Linked DNA regions of Sus scrofa: region 2 is linked to region 1. The links are chromatin contacts, called in public Hi-C maps. All regions are on one chromosome and are shown on one strand. The core of a region is the stretch at or near the end of the contact, and the rest is flanking DNA. Distances in the headings are between cores, read along the strand shown. Region 1 has its middle 550 kb from the start of NR2F2. Region 2 has its middle 910 kb from the start of NR2F2.

Evidence for each region. A called contact is a pair of places that touch in the nucleus more often than the background predicts.
Region 2: a Hi-C map of liver shows a contact between it and region 1, with 6 times the contacts expected there. The contact joins two enhancer-like sites. A contact is called at or near these places in 2 of 47 Hi-C or Micro-C datasets (embryonic fibroblasts and liver).

What each region holds. Positions count from the first base shown.
Region 1 is chr7:83,634,383-83,638,611 of Sscrofa11.1, forward strand. No RefSeq gene overlaps it. Among named protein-coding and RNA genes, the nearest start is that of NR2F2, 550 kb to the left of the region's middle. Within about 2 kb of position 2,034, at least 3 of the 83 cell types and tissues checked have an H3K27ac peak or open chromatin away from gene starts, as enhancers often do. A contact at or near this core is called in liver, where this site is marked.
Region 2 is chr7:84,001,035-84,005,263 of Sscrofa11.1, forward strand. No RefSeq gene overlaps it. Among named protein-coding and RNA genes, the nearest start is that of NR2F2, 910 kb to the left of the region's middle. Within about 2 kb of position 1,722, at least 6 of the 83 cell types and tissues checked have an H3K27ac peak or open chromatin away from gene starts, as enhancers often do. A contact at or near this core is called in liver, where this site is marked.

The sequences.
Region 1 (4,229 bases), core at 784-3,283:
CACACAGGATGGAAAAGAGGAGAGAAGGCAGACAGAAGGCAGGGCTGGCCTCCTTTGGGAAAACCACAGAATCAAAACATCCCAGAATGTATTGCGGGGAAAGGAATGGGAAAACTTTAAGAAATCTTTCGTTTGTCCTTTTTCCTTGTCATATGCAGCCAGATTCGTCTTCTCCCATTAGGAAAGTTGCTGATTGTGGCCTCTAGAGAAGTTTGGGAATGGAGCACAGGCAACCAGGAGAGCACTAAACAATGGATGAGTCTCTCTATGGAAGAGGTGTGGCCCAGGGAACACAAACTCCATTTACTCATATTCGAGTAGGTAAAAGTGCAGTTTTAGCAACATGGTGATGGGTCCAATATAATTTCCGGGGGTCAAGATGAAGTGCCCTCTAAATGTTCTATTATCTCATTGGCCTCCTGCACCACAATTACTATGATTACATGTCTGCAGATGGTGATTTTGGTCTGAACCAACATTATCAATAAATATAGATGCTTCACATACACTGTATTTTAATCTGACTTACATCAGAAAGGGAGAAAACCACTCCTGAAAAGCCAGTGCTTGGAAAATCCCTGGTAAAAATTTTTCCACGAAAAGATGTGAGCATGGCTCAGGTTTGTCAGAAAGGAGCAACTGACAAAAACACTTCTCTATTATTCAGCAAGCCTTAAAAGATTTGCTTACCGTTTTTGTCGGTTGTAAGAGCCAATTTGTAAAAATTCCTCTAGGAAAAAGAATCTTACCTGATGAAGACCCTCCTGATGGCTTCTCAGAAGTTCGAAAGCCGTATTTCACATAATGCTGGGATCTTGAGTCTGGTGAAGGAAGCAGGAGAAGGTAGGGAAGACAGAAACCTTGACTCTAAAATAAAGAGGTGATTCTTAGGTCAGCAGCATGTGCTCTTGGCCGTGTGTGGGTAGGAAAGGTACAGATTTAGTGAAGATGAAATACTAGAAACAACACTAGGCAGAGTTCCCATTACTTAGAGGGAAGGGATGACAAGAAAACTATTGAGTTTGCAACCCCATTGTACTTTTAGATCTGAAGGAGCCAGACAGATACCTGTTACATTAATCGTATGGACCAGAATTTTTCTTCTACCAGCACTAAAAACATAATGAACATAATGGTCAGATGGTAACTATTCATGTTTTTATTTAAGAAAGGGGTGTGTGAGTGTGCATTTTATGTGCTAACACTAGGAAGGAAGAGGTAAGGGTGGGGAGAAGTTTTAATTTTGGGGTGATGTTGCGGTCACAGATATTTGTGCAACGTATGTAATAGAATATATGGCCTACATCTGTTATAAACTGGTGGAGATATTTTCTAGCTGCCTCTGATCAGTTGTTACTGATTTGCTGGTGATGTAAAGCTAAGAAATAGCCTCATTGTTTAAAAACTTACTACAAAAGAAGGATCATTCATGGTAAAGATGAGAGGCAGAGACAAAATAACTCCTCTGTAATGCAGATTTGTTAATAGTCATTCACCGATTTTCAGTAAAATACTCTTCACATAACCTTGACTTTATTAAGGAGTCCTTAAGGTGCATTTGGAAGACAGATAATGAGTTTGGGGAATAGCCTTATCTACATCAAGCTAATCTTTAACAGCTTGGAAAGGAACTAGCATAAAGTTTTCCAATTTGAGTGACAGAAGCATGTTAAGATGAAACCATTTAAAATGTCCTTTTAATATGAAGACTTTACGGTACATGACAATGTTTTTATAAGCATGCTTCATGGAGCACTGGGAGCATAAAATAAATAAGAAATACATAAAAAAAGACGGAGCTTTAATACTGTTCTTGAGGGTCAAATGAATTGCTAGTTAAGGGAATAAAGAATTCGACTGTCCGAGGCCTCTGAGTGGCACTTTGTATCTGGGTTAATAAAAGCAAGTCAGATGTCCCCGGGGGGGAAAAAGTGTTTCTTTCACATTGGCTGTCTCCTTTAAAGGGAGGGACAATCTGAAGGGAGGGATTTTGAGTGGCATGTCATTGTCGACACTGCACATGCCACATTGTCAGGACTTCTATGGAGAGAAATCGGCAGGAACCTTTCTGACCCTTGGCTAGTGCAGGGCTCTGTGTGTGGGGGTGTGCATAAGAGAGCTGAGAGCCAAAAGCAAGAGGGATGAAAAGAAAACTAATTGAGAAGTATCTTTCTAATGAGACAGCTCATATTTACCCATGTGTAGACTCCCAAGTTCAGATTTTTTTCTCCTTTAGTGAAAATGTGAGTTCCCTTCTTTAGCATAAGAGTAGCCATGTCAGGAGAAGCGGATTTCTCTCCAGCTTCTATGCACCAGTTACATCACAATCCAAGCTGAAATAGGCTACAGTTTTCAAAGCTTTAAACATATTCATTAGCAAAGCTTTTCATTCACATGCGTTCTGATAACTGGATTGTAAGTCTTTTAGTTTGTTTGTTGATTGGTTTCCTTCTGCTTTTCCCCCACTTGCCTCTACATCTTAGGATCATACCTTTCCTCTGTGTGAATCCTTTTAAATTGAGAATTTCACCCAAAATATCTTCAACCCAAAGGTCATGGCACAGTTTCAAACCAGGAAATTTCAGCAGTTTGAGAATTCTCTTTCCCCAGCAACAAGGCACTCCTAAGACTTGTCCAAAAGGTTTAAATACTTTCTTGCTCTTTCAGTGTTTATCCAATATTTTTCCTAACTCTGGCATAAAATCATTTCTTTGTCTCAATAAAATGCAAGTGGATAATTGGTGGGCATTACTGAAAGCTGAAAACGAGCCATTACAGATTGCTCTGCAGTTCCTAAGGTGTGAATGGAACAGTGAGAAAAGCAGAAAGCAGTTGTCTTTCTCTCCTCAGAAAATTCAGTCCTGGGGTAAGAAAGCTGGGATTTAGTGATCTGATTTTTTTTTTTTTCCCCTTTAAGAAGCAAGTGATAATTCATCTGCAAACACACCTTTCTTTGCTCTGTTGTCAATAGAAAAGTTGTTTTGCTAATGGTTATCTGTCTACAAGTCCTTGACCTGCTTGTAAACACATTTCTACAGGAAAGCCCTGGGCCATGGCCTCAGGACTTTGCGTCAACAACAAGAGATAAAGTGACCACAACTTAACCTGATGTGGCCTGGAGTGCCCTCTGCTGCCCCTTAACCAAGAGCTTCCCTAATCTCTCTGCAGAAGGAGCAGTCCGCTCAGAGGGCTGGCCCTTTACATGGCTTGACCTGACCTGCTACATGGTTCCTGCCCCATCATATTTTTAGTAATTTTATATATCCCTGTCAGGAGCCATTTTAAACCATATTCCATTAATTGAGGCAGAAAGGAGTTCTATGGGCTGATAAAAGTTAGTTAGATATGCATCTCTATAATTCTGAAAAAAAAAAAATGGTACAAATGGTACAAAATGGTACAAAAATGAAAAAAGAAGGTCCTATTTGTTGATGGGTGTCACATTCATGCAGTGTAGGGCCACCTTCTCCCCAGCACATGTGAATGAAGTGGAGACAGCTTTTAAATACTCCAAACATTTAAATCAATATGTTTGTGTGTGGGGTAAGTTATGTTTGGCTGCAGGCACAAGACTTGCTACCTGGGTATCTATTCCTCTCTGTACCCACTCTTTGCAGTGAATCTCAGGATAACAGATCCCTTCCCAGAGCCTCCTCAGTCTTCTCCTTTCCTACTCTTTTCCTGTCTGTCTTACTTTCTCTTCTTTCAAGCCATACACACTCCAACCTTTTTCAAGTGAACTCTATACAGTAAAACCTAGTTTAGGAGCTTCCTTTTTTTTCTTTTTTGGTCTTTTTAGAGCCCTACCTGCAGCATGTGGAGGTTCCCAGGCCAGGGGTCAAATCAGAGCTGGAGCTGCTGGCCTACACCACAGTCACAGCAACGCTGGATCTTTAACCCACTGAGGGAGGCCAGGGATTGAACCTGCATCCTCCTGAATACTAGTCAGATTCGTTTCCACTGAGCCACAGTGGGAACTCCTGGCTTAGGTGTTTCAGAGATGTTCGGTTTCTAGTGGATTCTCAGCTGGTCCCATCTGCCAGCAGAGTCTGTTTGTTCAGTGTCTCTCTAGAACCACCATTTTTTTTCCCCCTTCACATTTAGAATTTTCTTAGGATGGGACCTTCCTTCTCTACTACCCTTTTCAAGTGTGACTTTCCTAACCTATCATCCTTGCCTAAGAAGTCTTTCTTACCTCTGATTTTGCCTCAGATTTGGTTTGTTCAAAG
Region 2 (4,229 bases), core at 472-2,971, 370 kb after region 1:
TTAGCTGTCCTTCTAAAAAACAAAAATTAATTTGCTTTGGCCAAATTAAAATTAATTAAAATTATGCAATGTTGCCCTTGTGTTAATTTTAACGGTGAGGTTGTTGTGATTTAAGGCTACAATTAGTTCTAGTGTTTGAAAGAGAAGCTCTGTAATCGAGACAGGACATTTTAATAATCCTGGTTATAAACATTTAATACATCATCTTTAGGGACTCACAAACACATTGTAATTAACTTTTACAACTGAAATAAATCAGATTGCATTAGCATATTGCAAAGGAAAAAATCATTTGCATGATTGAAAACAGCTTCAGAAAATTATGTATAACAGGCTTCGTGCAAACACCAGCATAACTTTTACCAGGTTTCTTATATGTGGATTATTTTTAACAAGAACAGTTTAGGATTCCTCAGCTAATTATAACTTTTACCATAAAAGGAAATATCCCAGTTTTGAAGAAGGAGCAAGAGTCATTCTGTGGTCAGTAGGACCAAGTCCAACCTTATTGTAAACCAGTTGGGGAATATTCAAATTAAAGTATGATGTGTTCTTGCTCTGTAGCCTCTTCTATGCTATGAGCAAGCAATTTGGTCAGGAGAAAAGAAATTTCACATATTTGGTGCTCAAACCATGAGCAGAAAGAGGGATGCTAATCTTGAATTCATAAGGGTCCCTACATCCAGCACCCAATCTACCTCATATAACATCAATGCCTCCCTGACTGGTTAAGCTGTGACTGATAAAATGATAGTTAGCTTGGTCATTTTGGAACTGAGCCAATGCAGTAAGTTCTTATTAAATATTGGCCATTATTTTTACCAAAGAGATTTCAGGTCAAGTATACCCATTGGATACACTATTCAACCTTTGACTCTGGTCAGTGATTTTTGTCTACTGAGTGATCACTGGTGCCTAGGTAGCTGTTAAACATACAGATCCTGTAGTTGTATTTCCTAGGTTTGAATCATGGTTCCTTCACTCAGTGATGACATTGTGTCCCATGCCTCAGTTTCTCCCTCTGTAAAATGAGGATCATAAAGTACGTATTTAAAAGTACTCTTATGAGAACTGAGATGATATGTGGTATTTATCTTAGAATGATGTCCTGAAGGCATAATAAGTAAGCACTCAATAAATATTAATGATTTTAATTGTCTTTATTATATCTGTTGGCTATAGTTAGGTCAATGTCTAAGGAAAAAAAAAATCATTTCATTATTGTCTGGAAGCTAGTGATTTTCCTGCATAGAATTTAACCAGGGCTTTTTCCAAATATACAATTTGATCTCCACATTCCCATTCACTTGTTCAATTAGTATCGTACCTCTACTATGTGCAAAACATTATCAGATTTGTAATAGAGGACATCTTTGTGATATTGACACTGAAGCCAGCGTAGACACAGCAAAGTTTGGGGTCAATTAACTTGTGAGAAGTCTCACCAAGTTATGAAATCAGGGTGAAAAACATGATCAAGTTTAGATTCCAAGTGTCTAAGCAAAGCAGCAAGAGGTCCACTCCCACACTTCCCCAAATTTCCCCCCAAAATGAAAACAGATTAAAAAGTAACAATTCCCAAGTAGAGCAGGACAAAAGTCAACATTTATGGATCAACCTTTGGTCAAAAGAAAGAAAGCAGGGTGAGGAGTGGTGGTGAGGATACTCTGAGTTGTGCTGAGGCTCTGTTCCCGGGATAATTTGGAAATAGTCCTTTCTTCCTGCTAGGTCAGGTTAATGATTAACAATTAAATGACAAGGATAATGACAGCATTTGAGAGGAGCTGGATCCTGGGCGGTTATTTCCGAAAGGAAAGGCCTGTTAAAGCTGATCCTGTGATACCAAGTGAGACAGAGATAGCTGATTTTCTTTTTGCAGAGCTCTAAAGGAACTCCAGTAAGTGTTCTAAAAGTAACTAAAAAGATGTTAGTGGTTTCTCTTCATGTATTTCGATTCAGATTTCCATTTTACCTTGATTCTAGAAATGGACCATGAATGAACTGAAAATACAATATACTCTCAAAAGATCTTCATTTGAGTCTCTACTTTGAAGGAAAGAGAGAGGTTTCTATTCTGTCACTTTTGGGGGGAAGTACTTGGGATCTTTTAATGGGAAACTTCTCATTTCTCCTGAGGCTATGGTTTATTGACTTCAAAGAGCAGTGGCTTAATTAACAGAAGAAATGAAGCCTATTGCATAATTAACTAGGCATTTACCTAAAATCAATAATCTAATTGCCACACCTACATAGGGGATAATGTTCATCCTATTGAAAACAGTTCATTTATATCTACATCTTAACAAGGTGATTGGTGGTTTGTTTAAGAGACTAGTCTGATCTGTAAAGTGATAATTTATTGAACAATCAATTAATCTTTTTAGTACTACAAATATAAACAATCAAAGAAGAGCCAGAGTGTGTCTGCTTATGAAAGGTCAAATTAGCAGACTCGCATCCTTAGTACTAATATGTGTAGGCAATGAATAAAAAAAATGTTTTAATACCATCCCCTTGCATATGTTACTTTCACGGGGACCTGATAACATGCAAAATATTTGTAAATATGTAAAGCAATTTAGACTCGTGTCCCATCTTTGCAAGGAATTCCTAATCTAGATTGTGTTCACCGTTTTACAGATACACATCAGCCTGTGGCAGATGGTTTTGGTATACCCAGCTATATATACTTGCATGCTCTCTGGGCTTTTAGTCCAATAAAATGAAGAATTGTTTCATATCTAGAAGAATGAATTATTTCATTTATCTAAGAATATGAGTTGAGGTCAAAATGCTTTAAGGTTTAGGTTGAATTAAGTATCCCACAGTCTGCATGTTTATCCAAAGTTTATTTTAATATTTTCATCCTGCGTAATTGGATATGAGGTTTCTCAAGATGTAAGGCACATCCTGTTTTGTAACTGTCCTCAAAGCATTCCATTTCTTAAAATATTCAAACTTCACAATCATTTAAATCCCAGCATTTATACAAAGTTACTCCAATCTGCTAGAAACATAAACACTATAATAATTATATCAACCTGTGTCTAGGTAGAAAGAACAATTTAAATATCCAAAACATTCCTAAGACTTGGATTCTTAGGTCTTTATAAACTTCATAAAATAGATGTGTATGTGCTGAAGGGCAAACAGGGAGGTGATTTATGGAAAAAATCAGTGCACTAAGCTGATTAAGTGAAAGAAATTTCTAAGTTTTTGACCAGGGGTTTTAACTCGGGGTTCTAAGCACAGTCACTCTTCATTTGGGGTTCTAGAGCAAGGGGGCCACAAATTGCCTAGACAAAAGTTGCATCTTTATTTTTACTGATTTCTGATTGAAATGTAGCATTCCCTTTCATTAAGAATGTGGAGACAACCTCATAACTGTAGTAACAATACCTATGAATTGTCACCAAGGGATGTCACACAAATGCTCCTATTACATTGTATGTGTCATAGATAACTCACAATATCATGTATGCTCAGCACATTTTTGAACAATGGTAGATGGTAGGTTTGAGACCTGTCACTGGATCTCATTATTTAGGATCTTAACAAAGAAGCACATATATTATGGTATGATGAGTTTGTCATGATGGGTTGGATATGCTGTGATGACCTTCTTTTTAACATTTTAAAGATTCTGTTTTAAAATACATTTTATATCATATTTAAGATCATTTTTTCCCTAAAATAGGTTCATAAGTGTCACTAACCTTTCCAAAGAATCCATAGGAAGATAGTTTTGGAAAGACATTGCCTTGGAATCTCCACAGCATGGTGCTAACCCTCCCTGTATAGTGCACAAGGCAGGCTTGCTTATGAATCACAGACCCTTTTCCCTAAGTGTGGGCTCAGACTTAGAATCCTTATCAAAGCACTATCAACAACTATAAACACAGCTATTACCCACTGAGGGCTGCTCTAGGTCTTTCCTTCCCTGGGAACAATTTGAGGTGAAATTTTCTACAAATAATGATTATAACAACAGCTAACATTTACTAAGTACCAGGTACTTTGCATATGTTATTTTCCTAGGACTTACCACAATCCTACAAAGTGGGTTTTGTCATTGAATAGATGTAAAAAGTAGATTAGAAGGTAGCAGAGCCAGTTTTCTAAAATCTTTGCTTCTTGGAGTATCCTAATACCCATGACTATGTTTTATTTGATAGACGTAATAAGGTCATATATATTCATAGGCCTGTATTTGAGCCAATAGATAATGA